2 separate regions of the Mus musculus genome follow, and region 1 is linked to region 2. Evidence: chromatin contacts called from public Micro-C data. All regions are on one chromosome and are shown on one strand. The core of a region is the stretch at or near the end of the contact, and the rest is flanking DNA. Distances in the headings are between cores, read along the strand shown. Region 1 has its middle 55 kb from the start of Gm24981. Region 2 overlaps Ebf2 (early B cell factor 2).

Region 1 (3,075 bases), core at 471-2,970, 210 kb before region 2:
TAAACTATACGCCCACAGCAAGCAAATTTTGTGCTGTGTGAATTAATATCTTGATAAGCTACTAAAATCAAAATACAACAGAAAGCTAAGGCTGGGAAGGCAGGATGTGGTACGGTGGGAAATTTCAGATCTAACTGATCTGGACTCTGGATTCAGTTTCTCAGGATGTAATAACCAAACACCACACGCTGGGCGTCTTCCACTGATGATGTTTGTGTTCGTGTGTTCTGGAGGCTGTGAGTCTGATACCAGGCTGCTGCCAGCGGGGCTGTTTTCTTTGGCGGCCTTAGGATTTGGCTTGTAGGTGGTCACCTTCCCTTCCTGGTCTTCATGTGGCCATCATGTCTGTGTCCTCATGGTTTTTTTAAGAAGGATACCACTCAAGTGGGACCAGGTTCCTCCAGCCTTTTTTCAATTTTAGCCCACCTTTTCTCACTCAATGTAATTAGGTTATGAGTTACTGAGAGCTCAAGCTTTGGAGAGACATATTTTAGTCCATGATAACCTACAAAAATTATGCTCATTTGCCTTTTTAGTCAATAGAAGACCACTATTATGTTTTTTAAAATCCAGTGTTAAACATTTATGGTTATAATATTATATATACATGTATATTATATCATATATATCATATATATGATATATATAATACAATATGTAATATATCACATAGTATGTGATATATTATATATACTATAAATACCATGATATGATAATAGTAACCATATATATAATATCATATATAGATGATACAATATCAATATCTTATATATGACATCACTATCATTATATATGATAAATATATGATATTTATTCTGGATTTATTAGTGTAGGACCGTCTTTCAGTTTTTGAAACAGGGACCTGTGTAACCTAGGCTGGCCTTGAACCTGCTTTGGAGTGGAGGATGACTTCCAACCCCTGATCCTCCCCTCCCAAGCCCCGGGATTAGACGAGTGCACCACCTCACCCAGTTTTATGTTTTGCCCTAGCAGAAGAGAACTGAGCACATTCTGATTTCTACAGATAAGCATTTGCAAATGGTAATGATTTAAAATAAATAGCTCATCATGCAATCTCTGGATACTCCTCAAATACACTGATGCAGAGCCCAAAAGAGAAAAAGTTGAGTTAAAAAACAATGAAGATGAATTACAAACTAATAACTTTAATATCTGTTAGTCATCTTTATCACTAAGTGATAAGTGAAATAAGAAAGCACCCAAGATGTGTAATATATACGATTGTGGTTGCAGATGTAATGCAATCTCCACTCTTGTCATAGCTTTCCTGATTGTTGCAAATGGACTCGGGCTTGTGCTGAGAGAGGGGGCGTCTGTTTGCTTGTGGAGGGTGGCTTCTCTTCCCAGGTTTTGCTGTGGCTTTTCTTCTGAGTCAGAGAGCAGCCAGTTCACGCAGAAGGAACACACACATGCTGTGTTACCCGAGGGGCTGTACAGAGGACAGAGTTTGCAAGATGTCCAGACAGCACAGGTTAGCTTATTGGCATTCTGATATGTTCAGTTTTGACATCTGAGACATCTGATAGTCCATTTAACTTTCCGGGGCAGGCAAACCTCAGTTTTAGAGATACTTGACCTGGATGCCTGTGGACTCCCATACAATCAGCCCATCAGGGCTTCACAGTCTGAAGCTGCCTGTAGTGTGTCCTAGACTCACCACAGTGCCATGTGGTCTGTGTCATTGACATCTGACCACTGGTGACCAACCTGACCACTGGCCTTGTTTGGGTTGATCAGAGCAAGAAACCCAGACACGAGCCCATTGAATGAAAGCCCAGTGTGTTCTTAAGGAAAATTCCAGGATAATTGGATCTAAATGCTTCCTCCTGTTAACTAACCCTTAGACTTCAAGGACACAGGAGAGCCCCTGTTATCTCTTTACAAATCAGCCACAGATCTTAGAAAGAATTGACTGTCACTCAAGACTGCCCTTAAGTCTGCTTCCTCCCTCAATTACGGAAGCCTTTGCAGAGCCGAGGCCAAATGAGTCTATAAAAAGGACTTATTTACCACTTGGCACTTACCCGCCAGCACTGTGTACTCTCTCTCTGTTTCTCTGGTTCACATTTATTCTCTCCACACCCTGTTTTCCCATCTTTTAAACCAATTAGGGAACTGTAGGTTTGGCCCAAGTACCACAAAAGCTGTTCTTTTTGAGCACTGAATTTTTCAGTCAACAAGGAGAGGCCAGCCAAGATCCCTTTATCTCAAAGACAAACAAAAGCAGCTAATGAGGGAGGTGGGAGGGCTGGAGGTGGTGCATTCTGGAAGCTTTACTCATTCTTTGGAGGAGATAGCATGATTTTATGCAAATTGGGATTCTATGCACTGGATCGGCTCAGCCAAGAATCTTGCTAACTTACAGCTCTGCCCCACTGGATGGCAACAGAGAGCTATCTATGCCTTGGTCTCTGTAGTTGGAATATCTTTCCCTCTTGCTGAAGGGGAATGAATCTTTCTAGTGGAACAATACTAAGAATTTTGCCCAAGAAGAACTGATTCTTGCCTCAGTTCTCCTTTTGCAAAGTTAGCCTATGTTTCATATTCAACATGCTTGTATTTTTTTAATTTATTTATCAGGACAATGAGCTTGACACATATGACTGGTGCATTGAATTCATAGGTTCCACATCCTCATATCCAGCCAGCAGAAGATTGGGACTATTAAAAAAAATCTGTATATATGCTCAACACATACAGATTTTTTTTTTACCTTGTCATCTTTGCCTAAAGAGCATGGGACCATAGCTACTTGCATAACATTTCCATTGTGTTGGTAGGTGTTAGAAATAATCTGGAGATGCGTTACTCTACATGAAGGTTGCACAGAGGTGATGCACAGATGCTACACCATTTTATAGAGGAATTTCAGCATCAACAGATTTGGGTGTTTGGGTGTCCAGGGATCAGTTTCTGTGGATACCAAAGGATGACAGCACTGTATTGTGTTTCCCAAGAAAACCACAAAGCCAAATTTCCTCTTCTTTCTTTTAATGATATGTATTGCTTTGAAAATACCCCACCCCCACCCTCAGTAGCTGCACTAGCTGGGTA
Region 2 (3,485 bases), core at 723-3,222:
ATCGTAATGAACTCCACTGGGCATTTGGGATTTTACAACAGGCGGATTTGGTCGTAACGAATGCACCACTAGAAATGCCATTCACACTCTTCGGCCCCCTCAGACCCTCCCTCCAGAACAGGGGTACAATGGTCACTTTCAGGGCAGCAGGGATCCTAAGGGGTCCTCTGAAGTCTCCTTACTCAGGACACTATCCTGTCTTCCATATCAACAGGTGACTTAAAGATTTAGGGTATACTGTTTTTCGAATCAGTTGATATTCTCTCTCCTGGAGGGATGATCCAGTAAGAAACATTAGGCGAATACCCAACTGAACCTTCAACACCCCCCCACTTCACACACCACTAACCTTCACCACACACACACACACACACACACACACACACACACCAGTAACAAGAAAGGATGCCCAGTAGAGTGCATATTAATAATTAATAAACTATTTAAAATCTACAAAGCAACTATTTAATATATTCAACTTGTATATACATAGGCCTATGATTGAGCCATGAAAAACTGCCATTTCTGGATATCAAAAATGGTCACATGAAGGCTGGCAAGATGACTCAGTGTAAGGGGCCTGCTGACTTGAGATTAACACGGGAGGAGACTCAACTCCTGAAAGTTGTCCTCTGATTCCTCTATATGTGGCATGGAATCTATGTGCACGTGTGTGTGTGTGTGTGTGTGTGTGTGTGTGTGTGCGCACACACGCACACACAGACACATAAAATAAATTTAACAAAATGGCCAGAAGAAAATTCTGTCTGTTTTAACCTAATGATACAGTGTAAATAGTTTCCATCCTTTGTGTTACTGAATAATTTGAAAACACGGCATTCCAGTCCTAGTCTGGTGACAGGTGTTGTGGTTCCGTTTGAGCCATTTACCTACTATGACTCTTTGAGTGGGTCATTAATCAACTCCCCATCTCTTATAAGGGAAAGTGGTGGTCGTAATTATTGTTATACGGGTGCCACAAAGTGGTTGAGGGGATCTGATTAGGCTCTAGATTGTTCTTTAACCTGTAGAGAGGAAGACGTGAATCACTGTCAGAATCACCGTGAAGCAAGCATGGTTGCGCGCGCGCTCTCTCTCTCATGCCACCATGCTCCTTGTGGGGTCTGTTAGAGGGAGAGCCTCATTGTCACACAAGGTACCTCATTCTTGACCAAGTGTGTGACAAACCCACCCTGGTCTCAGCAGCTAAACTGTCTATGTTTCTTTGGCGTTCTCTAACACGGTCATACTGATAGACACAGAGCACAGAGAACAGCCTTTGCAATAGCATTTTGTAACTGGGAAACCAGAGCGCATCACATAGAATGGCCTCGATGCCCAGACTTAGGTTTATGAAGTTATTCTAAATGCATTTCCCCCCTAGCCTCGCTTTCCCATTGGCTTGCATATTACACATTCCTATGGTCCATTGGATGATCATTCTACCACATACTTTTGGAAAAAGAAGTTTTGTGGTTTTCTTCTTTTGTTTTCTAAGTGGAGTAAAAACAAACCAATAAACAATAATGTATACTCTGCTCCAGTGAGTCTAGGCCATGTCACACACACACACACACACACACACACACACACACACACACACACGACACATGGTAGCTACAGACAGAAAGGGCCTGCGCTGCACTCAGCTCCTTGGTCCTGAATCCCCACCACACTGGGTAATACTGACTTAAAAGCATAGCTCAGAAATATTTTGGGATTGTGTGGGCCCAGGAACCAAGGTTCTGAAGGCAGTGAGAAATAGCCCCCAAGGCCTGTCACTTGAGCCATGGCTGACAGGGCTGTGTGCTGCCCTTGATGTGTCCTTGTTTCTGGCACGAGGGAGTCACTCTGGGTAAAGAGAAGGGCAGGGGCAGGACTTGTAACAACAGCCAACATTTCAAGAGCTCTCTGCTCCATCCTTTGGCTCCCCATGTCAGCATGGCCCCTGGCCTCAAGTATTCCCTAAGCAGGTTTGAAAAACACACTCTTTCAGGCTCCAGGGACCATTGTGCAAGCTCCCAACTTAGCTCCCAGAGCGACCCAAATCGGTTTTTCACAACTTCTCAAGCCATTGACTTTGCTGCTATAGATTAAGGCTAAGAGGCTCTGTCTAAATCCAGCATGCTGCTATACACAGTCAACTTCCATCTCTCTGGAGGTGCTTAATGGCAGACAGAGCCATGTTACAATATCAAGCAGAGCACGACACAGATGTCCTGTTTAGGGTCCCACCTCTCCCAGAGGAACTGAAGGCTGGAAATGCTTGCCAGGGAAAGGGCAGTAATATTCCTCAGTGGTGTAACCGCCGACGAGTCACCCTTGGTCAACTAAACCACCCTCTTCCAAGCAAGCTACTCAAAGTAACTGCAATGGTGCACAACGAGAGACTCACAAGGAAGAAGGGCTTTGGTGGGAGGGGGAGGGGATAAGAGGAGATAGTGGGGTGGGGGTATGATCAAAGTGGATTATATGTAAGAAACTATGAAAGAAAATAACAAATTAAGACATGACAGAGGAGTGGGAGGCCACCAGTTCTGTGTCTGCTACCACCTGATAAACTCTAGCTGTGTAATAGAGGGTGGCTAGGCTAGTTACGGCACCAAACTTCTTTGCCCATAATATGCAGCTAAAATGAAATAAACCAAAAAAAATTTTTAAAAAAAGGAAGAAAGAAAGAAATAGTGCATGTGAGAATGCCCGCTGAATCAGGTGCACACTGTTAGCTGAAATGAAATGTCCACTCCTCCCCCCACATACACAAGCCACATGTACCTTATACAAGGGAATGGGTTTGCTTCCTATCCTCCCCCAGGAGGACACCAACTGGGAAGTTTAAGTTCAGCCATGAGAAAAGAACAAAAGGCAGAAAGGACCTTTCATCAGGCAATGAGACTATCTCCCATGCGTTCATACCATCTGGGAATACAGCTATCTCCTAAAAGGCTGAGGGCTGAAACCTTTGCGGGGGAGGCGTACAGTGCCAGATGGATGGCAAAGGTCACTTACTTCCATATGGGGAGCCCGTGGGTGAGCCATTCAGAAATCCCGGGGATCCTGGCACACCCAGGTTGGCCATAGGAACATTGCTGTAGCCGTTCATGCTGTTGCTGGAGGTGCTGTAATTAGATTGCTGAGGCGTGGAGCTGGAGGAGTATCCCCGCGGGGAGATGCTGCTTGTGTTGCGGATGTATCCTTGACAACAGAAGAAACAGGCCAGGTAAACAAAGCAGTACCCACCACCGTCCAAATGTGGATTGCGCTCGTCCACACCCACCCCAGATTGTCAGGTTACCGGGGCCATGCACCAGTGGGAAGTGAAGCTCCCTTGCGGCACTTTATTTTTCATTGATATGTAGTCACTGTCCACCCGTTATTTGTTTTTGTTTGTTTGTTGTTTGTTTTGTTTTGTTTTTTAATGCATGCAATGGGCAATGATCACACTGGGGTGACTGGCACATCTACCCCCTCAAGTATCTAATCCC

The links. Hi-C and Micro-C count contacts between places; a contact is called where the count stands out from the background.
Region 1: a Micro-C map of brown adipocytes shows a contact between it and region 2, with 5 times the contacts expected there. The contact joins two enhancer-like sites. A contact is called at or near these places in 2 of 484 Hi-C or Micro-C datasets (brown adipocytes and embryonic stem cells) and 1 of 115 datasets of contacts at active chromatin or transcription factors (fibro-adipogenic progenitors).

Annotation. Positions count from the first base shown.
Region 1 is chr14:67,620,301-67,623,375 of GRCm38.p6, reverse strand. No RefSeq gene overlaps it. Among named protein-coding and RNA genes, the nearest start is that of Gm24981, 55 kb to the right of the region's middle. Within about 2 kb of position 1,720, at least 28 of the 459 cell types and tissues checked have an H3K27ac peak or open chromatin away from gene starts, as enhancers often do. A contact at or near this core is called in brown adipocytes, where this site is marked.
Region 2 is chr14:67,414,073-67,417,557 of GRCm38.p6, reverse strand. Ebf2 (early B cell factor 2) reads right to left here. Exons shown (of 16, transcript NM_001360202.1): 14 at 3,010-3,195. Among named protein-coding and RNA genes, the nearest start is that of Gm10860, 17 kb to the left of the region's middle. Within about 2 kb of position 1,972, at least 12 of the 459 cell types and tissues checked have an H3K27ac peak or open chromatin away from gene starts, as enhancers often do. A contact at or near this core is called in brown adipocytes, where this site is marked.